2 separate regions of the Strix aluco genome follow, and region 1 is linked to region 2. Evidence: chromatin contacts called from public Hi-C data. All regions are on one chromosome and are shown on one strand. The core of a region is the stretch at or near the end of the contact, and the rest is flanking DNA. Distances in the headings are between cores, read along the strand shown. Region 1 holds the start of CTR9 (CTR9 homolog, Paf1/RNA polymerase II complex component). Region 2 holds the start of AMPD3 (adenosine monophosphate deaminase 3).

Region 1 (4,014 bases), core at 543-3,042, 180 kb before region 2:
TTCCTACAGGTAAATACAAAGTTCTAGGATACAGTCAAAATCTTCCAAGTAATCAGGTGTTGGAGAATCAATACCTAGGTTTTATCTCAGAGCCCTGAAATGTTGTAAAGTCATCTTTACGCCCAAGAAAATTAAGGGATTATTGAAGTGGCAAACATTATAAAGAACAGACTAAATCTCTGAATATTAACAACCATAGTCATCATGAGCAAATGACATCAACAACGCTTCACCATGCGAGCATTATTTCGCAAGTATGATTTTCCCATGTTGACCTACTCTTCTGATATGGAAAATGAGGAAAAAGGAACAGATACTCCCAAGGTGGGATGTTTGGCAACAGAATTTAACTGTCTGTTAGTTCACTTGCTACTCAGTCATGCTGCCTTTAACATTAGTCATCTACGTTACCATTTACTTTACAGCAAGTAAGAGGTGTAGTTGTAGTACCCAGGCTTCTACCCTGATTACCAGTGCAGGAACTCTTTCTCTGAAGACTGGATTAGAGCAGTCCAGTTTATAAGGGTTTATAGTTCTAACTGTTCAAAATTTGAGAGTACCAACAAAAATATTTCTGTTACTACTGTCATTTTCAGTTTGTCTTGCACAGTACCTCCTGTTTGACAGATAATGCGGTTTTTAAATTTGGGCAACCCTCATCTACAAGCTAAAATAGTTATTAACAAGAAATAGATGTTGCCAGCACAGCAAATAAATATGGAAGTAAAAAAGGGCAGCAAAAAAAAGCCTGTATTTTATAGCAGCCTTTAGTGATTAATTCAAAACTTCAGGATCCATGTAGTCCTAGCCATAACATTTGTTAGACTATGGATAGATACGTTCACAAAAAGCATTCTTCAGCCCGTAAGCAGTATGTGTCAATACCCTATTTAGCTATAGTGTTTAGTATCTGCTATGGAATGATTTAACTTCAAACTTGATAAAACCCTGCAAAGTTCTAAATACTTCTCTTACATCTTTTAACCTTGGTTCATGGCAGTCTACCTTAAATAAAGTTAAATTAATTTCTAAACTCACATTCCAAGACCTTTACAGAGTGGACCAACTGCCCTACCTGTACCTATATGCCAATTTAGGGACATGCATGCTGTTTACAAATCAATGCAGCCAGGAAAATCAGCGTCCAACAAACTAAAGAGAGAATTTAGCTGGACGCCACCATAAACAAGCACAAACTAAAGATCAGATACTGTTCCTAGCAGGGTCTTCCCTCCTGAGGGGTGGCTGTGCTGGATGCACCTATAGCGGGAGGAGGGGCTGCCCCTTCCTGAGAGACGCGTGGTACCCAAGGCCCCGGACAGCCCGCCCGCCTCTTCCAAGGGCTCTCCCTCGCCAGCAAGACACCAGGCAGGGACAGGGTGTTACGGCTAGCACAGGGCAGGCGCCGTTCACCGAGCGGCACCGGCGAAGGCAGGTTTGGGTTTCTTTCCGCAAAACGATACGCCGGTGTCCCTAGCAACCTGCTCCGCTCAGGGAAGGGAGCGACACTCCCCCTAAGCCCAGGACAAAACTCCGAGAGGAAGCGACGAACGCCCGCGCCCCGGCACGCACCCCAGAGCGCCCTCCTTCCTCCCCCGCCCCAGGACCAGGCCGCACCGCGCCGCCCCCTCCCAGCCCCCAACTCGCCTCATCGGTGTCCCGGAGAGGGATCTCAATAGACCCCCGCGACATGATGGCGACGCGGCTGCCCGCCGAGCTGCCGCCGAGCCACCCGCCCGCAGCCGCCCGTCCCGCGCGCACTTCCCCTCGCAGCCCGCCTGACCCGGACGTGCTCGGCCAGGGGGCGGGGGGGGCGGGCCGGCTCCCGCCACGAGCCAATCCCAGCGGCGCGCGAGCCTCGCGCCGCCTCGCGCCCCTGCGTGAGAAGGAGGGAGCGCTCTGAGGCCGGACGCGCGCGCGCGCGCCCCTGTTGCTGCGGCAACGGCGGCCTCGCGCGCGCCCCTCAGCGAGCGGCGCGGCCCCGGCGGGCGCCGCCCTGGCGGGCCGGGCCCCGGGAGCCGCCAGCCCCGGCCCGGCGCCGGGCTGGAGGGGGACGGGCTGCGCTGTATCACCTCCCGGGCGGCCGCTTCCAGCGCTCCTCCGTGTGGTGGCCTTTTAAAACGCGAGCCGTCCCCTCAGGACAGAGTGAGGGCTTACTGGGGATTGCAGACAGGTATTAGTCCCGTTTATACATATATATCACGTATTTACCTATAGAAATACATATATATGATGCCAAGAGATAATGGTGTGTGTTTACACACACACACACAGGGATAAATTGAATAGATTTGCAGCTAGTAGCTCTCTGAGTCATAACCACGACTCCCTCCAGCTATGCCTCTTCTCATGTCATTTTACAATTATTAAAGGTTTCCAACCAAGTGCATTGAAATGTGTGGAATTTCCCTGTCTTTGCTGAAAAACAAATAATGCATAAATCCAAATACATACTATCTGACTAGCTTAGTTGGTGTAATATTGTTAATACACATCTACAATTTTTTAGCCACAGTGTGGCCAACTATTTGCAAATTATCTACATGCTTTTAATTACAAATACTGAACCTGATCAAATTCTGAATCCTGAACCTAGGCCCTGATCCTGGAACTTGTTTTGTGTGAGGCATTCAGCCACTTGGAGGTGCATGAGAAAAGAAGAAATTTAAAAATTGGGTTCCTAAATCGTTTTTTCTTTCCAATTACCATGGCAGATGCACTGATGTATTTGGATAAAACACAGCATGCATCGTAACATATGACCAATATTAGATATTTTTGCAGCTGTACCATGGAAAAAAAAAGGGTAGTAAGACTAAAAGATCCACTGGCGCATTTCTACTAAGAAGATTAAAAAAAAAAATTTGTTACATGCTACTTACACAGCCTAATAAACCCTAAAGCAAACTTGATTTTGTCCTTTAGCTAACCATCCACAGAATACAGAATGTGGACTGAACTGATAGTCATAACTATAAAGCATTAAATTACTAAATTTTATTTAAAATTTTAATTGTTAATTACTATAATAGTATATATTATAGTAGTAACGACTAGCTTACTTGCAGTGTTACCTGTTCTCTGAAGCCAAAGCAAGTAGTATTTTTAATTAGTTAACATTTTGAATCTCAACTTTTGATTTTTATTTATGCACTAATTATTCTGAACTGAGCTTCCTGGTCCAATGAAGTATAACTAGTATTTCTGCTAGTAACATAGGTCTTTGAGTAGGTATGTGCTGTAAATACTTTTTGTAGAGAAACTTTTGTGTGTGGCAGGAAAGCAAAGTGACACTGACATTAATGGAGTGAAAGCATGCGTTTTTTCATTAAAAACATGCCAAAACCAATGTTCTGCAGAGCAAGATACTGAGTTCCTAAGCCTATTTTTCTGATTTATAGGCTAATTTTTCACAAATAAACTACCTTTTAGATATTTTAATTTACATTGAAACAATTTGGACTGAAAAGACAGTGTTTCTGATATGTTTGTTCAGCAGTTAGTGTCTGTAGTAAACTAGCTTTCCTCATGGAAAAAAAACTAGTTTAAATGAAAGATTTTATAGCTTCAGGCCTTAAGAATATTAAACTGAAGTTAAAGAGGGAAAACAATTCTTGCTTCCTGGTATAAACCTACTAGGAAAGTTTTAAGTTGTTGAAAATTTTATTACTATACTATGCAAACTATTGACTTTTGTGTTGAGTCAGGAAGACTCCTTTCTTCCATATATGTGGATAACAAATCACTACTGGGTATGTAGAAACTCTTTAATGTATAAAATATTGTTCTGGTGAAAAAGGCTATTTATTTATTTACTTTCTGAGTGCTTAGGAACATCTCAAGAAAAGAGACTTATCTTGCTGTCTTTTGCTTTTATTTCATTGAAATTTATTATGATGAACATTTAAATTACTACTTTTAAACTTGGGTTGTTATCTAGAAATACTGATAGAAAGTAATATATAGTAAATTGAACTTACACTTGCGATATGTTATATACAGTGAAAAATATTT
Region 2 (4,284 bases), core at 1,106-3,605:
ATGTCCACCTGTTTCACAGTTGCTTTGAGAACAGCTTTGCTTTTATTCTAATAACAAATACAGTATGAAAAGGTGACAAGAGATTTATTGGACCATAACATGGCAATTTAACGATCATCTACATTATTTCACATTCTTAGTTTGCAAGAACCAATTCATAGCCCAGTGGAAAAACATCACTGGTTTTAAAGAACTGTGGATCTCACTCTATGCAGTTTTTCTGACTGTAGAGCATTTGTTTTGCCATTAGTCTGAAATCTTCATAAAAATCAGGTATAATTACATAAGAAATATAAAAATACATACACGTTTAGCTGAATGATACAATGACAATGCACTATGATGTCTTAGAAGCATCCAAACTTAGATTCGGTTTCTCAATTTCAAACCTCAATGAAGTCATGGGAGTCTTTCCACTGACCTCAATGAACACAGTTGTCAGCAACAGTAACTGCCATATATGCAGTTGCCAGCAACAAGGGCTGTTTGGGCCACTTCAGTCAGGCAAGAACAGTCTTTATAGTTACTCAACTACAGTAAGAGTGCTAACAACAATAGTAAAATAAGAATAATAATGTTTATTCTGCTGCTAAATCAACTAAAATATTTTTAGTACTACCTGACTAGTACAGGAAAAAATCAATTGGTTGTATGTTTATCATTGGCTGAGCACTTTCCTAATATAAATGAACTTTTTTGTAGAGAATTGTGATCAGAAACAGAAATGCAGTAGGAAATACACTGCATGAGAAACCATACTGTATTTTAAATCATTACATGGACAGTGAAGAGTCAGAATGTATAGATACAAGTACGATCCTCTATTGAGGCCAAAGGTTTTGGTTTTTTTCTTACAGAACCTGATCTCATGTTCTTCACTCAAGCAAATCAGAGACTAAGGCACAAAACACATTGAAAGGTAGGTTCACCCACATCACTGCTAGCTTATGTCACTAGAATGAGTTTAATAAACCTAAAATAGTCATGAGGCACTTCATGTAATACTCATGCAAGCTGTGCTGTTCCCCAACTGGGAAAGGGATGAGGATCTTGTACCCAGCACCCTTCTATAGAAGTGCTGTCCTTTAGCCAAGGTGAGTGATTGGGGAAGGGGGACAGCTCGACATCTTAATGGGATGGGGAGGGGGTATGGACGCCATTCAGCAACCAGCAAATGCTCTTTTCCTAAATCTCTCACAGAAAGGCTGTTCTTCAGTTCTGCACCTTTGTAGAAGACAAGAAAGCTATTTCTTTTGAAACGTGCCGCATAAAAAATGATGGAATTATTATTTAGAAAGCAGTTATTGATCAGAAATAGAATGGGCTTGAATACGAAACGAGCACACGCCATGAAAGCAGCCGCCGCCGCCTCCAGCCCCGCGGACGGTCACGGCTGGCAGCGCGGCCGCCGCAGCCTGTCGCCAGGGACAGGTGGGGCAGGGCCGCCCGCGGGGCCCGGCCCGCGGGCGCTCCCGCCGCTGGAGCACCCGCCACGGCCGCCCAGGGTCCGTCCCCGCCCGGGGCGGCGGCCAAGGTCACCCCCGCCCCGGGCCAGCCCGGCACGGCGCTGCCTCCTGCCTCGGGACTTACCTAGCGCCGCGGGGAAAGCCATGCTGGGGCCGGGCCGGGCCCCGCCGCCGGCGGTCCCGCCGCCCGGGCAGACTCTGTCAGAAGCCGCCGGCGGAGGCGGCGGAGGGAGGAGCCGCTCCCCACCAGCTGCCGCCGCTCCCCTCTGCCGCATCCACCCGCCGGGCGCCCCGCTACCGCAGTGCCGCCCCTGCCCCGGGCCCGGCCCTTTATGGCCGCTGCGGCCCCCGGGCCGAGGAACGCGCCGGGCCCGCCAGCTGCCTCCTGGGCGGCTGCATCGCGGCCCGGGGCGGCTCCGCAGCAGGTGGGGCCGGGGGGGCGGCGGGCGCGGCGTGCAGCCTACTGCCGGGCCAGGCGCCAGCTACCGGGGCGGCCCCCGCCCCCCTGCCCGGCGGGGTCTGGGGGGCCGCCCCGGCGCGGGGTCCGCTAACACCGCCGACAGTGGCCTTGACGGGGCGGGGCGAGAGGGGGCGCGCGCCCTGCCTGTACCTCTGTGAGGAGACTCAGGCCCGGGCGCGGGCGGTTGCTTCGGGCGCTGTCCGGCGCCGCGACTGCGCCTGAGGGAGGGAGCCAGAGGACCCGCGAGCAGCCTTTCCTTCCTTCTCTCCCTCCCCCTGCCCGCGCCGCGGCGGTCCCTTCCTCTTCGCAGGCTTCGAGACAGAAGTCGCGCTGTCACATGGCTGCTTGCCGGCGCGGGAAGGAGGAGGGAGCTCCCCGGGGCGCGCTGCGCCGGCCCGGCCCCGGCCCCAGCCCGCCCTCACCTCAGCCCGCCTCAGCCCGCCCTCACCTCAGCCCGTCTCAGCCCGCCCTCACCTCAGCCCGCCTCAGCCCGCCCTCACCTCAGCCCGTCTCAGCCCGCCCTCGCCTCAGCCCGCCCTCACCTCAGCCCGCCTCAGCAGCGGGGCGGCCGGCGCGGGGTGCCCCGGGAGTGCTGCCTTCACCAGCGCTTATTTCAAAACTCCTCTTCAGAAAGCGCTTTAATGTAGAAAACTTTGGTTCGGGACCAGAACGTCGTGAGGCTGGTGCAAAGATGACACCCGGTAAGTAAGTTTGCTGCCGGTGTATCCCTATCAGAAGTGTTTTCGACAATGTCCGTCCTTCAGTGGAGCAACACGGTTTAGGTGCTCGCATATACTTAAAAAAACCCAAACCCCACCACCAACAAAAACACCTTACCAGATAAAGAGCCCACGACAAATAACTGAAGGTCAAAACAAGCATTACTCAGCAGGAATGAGAATCTTAATATGTAAAATAGTTTGAGCTTATTTTGAGAGATTCCGGGACCTGAAGCTGAAAGATAAATTTGGGTTACAATACTTGGAGTCTAATCTGAAGACATTTAAATCTAAAAATATCCTTACAGTGTAGGGAAGCACTGGGAATGTAGCAACTGAAGAACAAGGTCCTTTGTGTAAAAAGGCAAGCAAGATAAAGGTAGATCTCCCAAAACATGTGAGGGATCGGGTAGTTCTGAGGCAAGTGTGCTGTCCTCACTATGTCCTCCCGGCTTGGTAAACAAAGAAACACTCCATTCATAAACCTCAGGGGTTTTCGGCTTCAGAAATTCCTTTACTTTACACAGCTGGTGAAAAAATGGAAGTGAAAAGGAAGTAGGTGACCATACAAAGTTTGAGTTGCAAAGAAGAGTTGCAGAAGTTTGTAAAGTCTGAGTTGCAAAGACAACCAGATATTTTGTCTCTTACACTAGTATCAACATAATCACATTTATGTGCTTGTAAAAAACCTAAGAATTATGGCCACAGCTGTTGTATGAGACATTTGAAAATGAGTCAGCCATCCAAAATCATAAATAGTTGATTTTAGAATAATACTACTAAAAAAATAGATATTGTTTTTTAGCTTGGACAAAAAGGCTTATGCTGCATGTGCATGTTTCTCCCACAGTAACTCTGAATGTCTTCATCAGCTGCTGCCAGGCTACACCCAGACAAGCCATCTGGCACCCAGGAAACTGCATACTGTAAGTGTCTGTCTGACTCACGGCTGCCCTGCCCACATGATACATGAGTAAAGGACACCTGTTGCTGCTGGCCATTCAGTACACCCGTTGATTGCTGATCTGTTAGTCCTGCTTCCTTTCTCCTTCTCCCTACCACCTGCCTGAACTTGCCCAAACTTGCCTGCTTCCCACAGCAGAGTTTGCCTGGCGGTTTGGGCTCCTTAGTGGCCCTCTAATCATAACTGTGCTCTGTCTGCTGGACTCAGGTATCCCATGGCCTCTTGGGTTCCTCTTCTCAGCTTGGCAAATAGGTCTTGCCTCCACACTTGATATAATCTCTCTTCTAACTATGGGATGTAAGAGTCTGGAAGGGTTCCCACTTGTGCTATTGCTGGCTTTCTACCAACCACAATGAAAAAATAACGGTCTCAAAGATAACTGAGCTTCTGCAATTTTCTTTCATGGAAACAGGCAGCTCTGTATGCCACAAGTGAAGAAAACATTGCAGTGTTAGTTCACATTTTATGAAGGCCAGAGAATTCACACAGAAGGGAGACCTTAAAAATGCCTTAACAAAGAAAAATCTTCTATGAGCACTGAAGTACAAATCCATACAGATGTAGGTGTTGTCCTGTTGATTGTTACTTGGGTCAAGAGACTCATCCCCCCTCTCTGCACCCTCCTTTCAGGGAGTTGTAGAGGGCCATGAGGTCTCCCCTCAGCCTCCTCTTCTC

Evidence for each region. Hi-C and Micro-C count contacts between places; a contact is called where the count stands out from the background.
Region 1: a contact with region 2 is called in a Hi-C map of brain, with 3 times the contacts expected there. The contact joins the promoter of CTR9 here to the promoter of AMPD3 in region 2. A contact is called at or near these places in 2 of 2 Hi-C or Micro-C datasets (brain and heart).

The regions. Positions count from the first base shown.
Region 1 is chr16:914,762-918,775 of bStrAlu1.hap1, reverse strand. It overlaps CTR9 (CTR9 homolog, Paf1/RNA polymerase II complex component), which reads right to left and starts at 1,792. Exons shown (of 25, transcript XM_074842450.1): 1 at 1,648-1,792. The coding sequence starts at 1,692. It overlaps IRAG1 (inositol 1,4,5-triphosphate receptor associated 1), which reads left to right and starts at 2,059. Exons shown (of 27, transcript XM_074842043.1): 1 at 2,059-2,173.
Region 2 is chr16:730,484-734,767 of bStrAlu1.hap1, reverse strand. It overlaps AMPD3 (adenosine monophosphate deaminase 3), which reads right to left and starts at 2,355. Exons shown (of 15, transcript XM_074841637.1): 1 at 2,077-2,355. It overlaps SBF2 (SET binding factor 2), which reads left to right and starts at 2,443. Exons shown (of 41, transcript XM_074841634.1): 1 at 2,443-2,627; 2 at 3,496-3,571. The coding sequence starts at 3,505.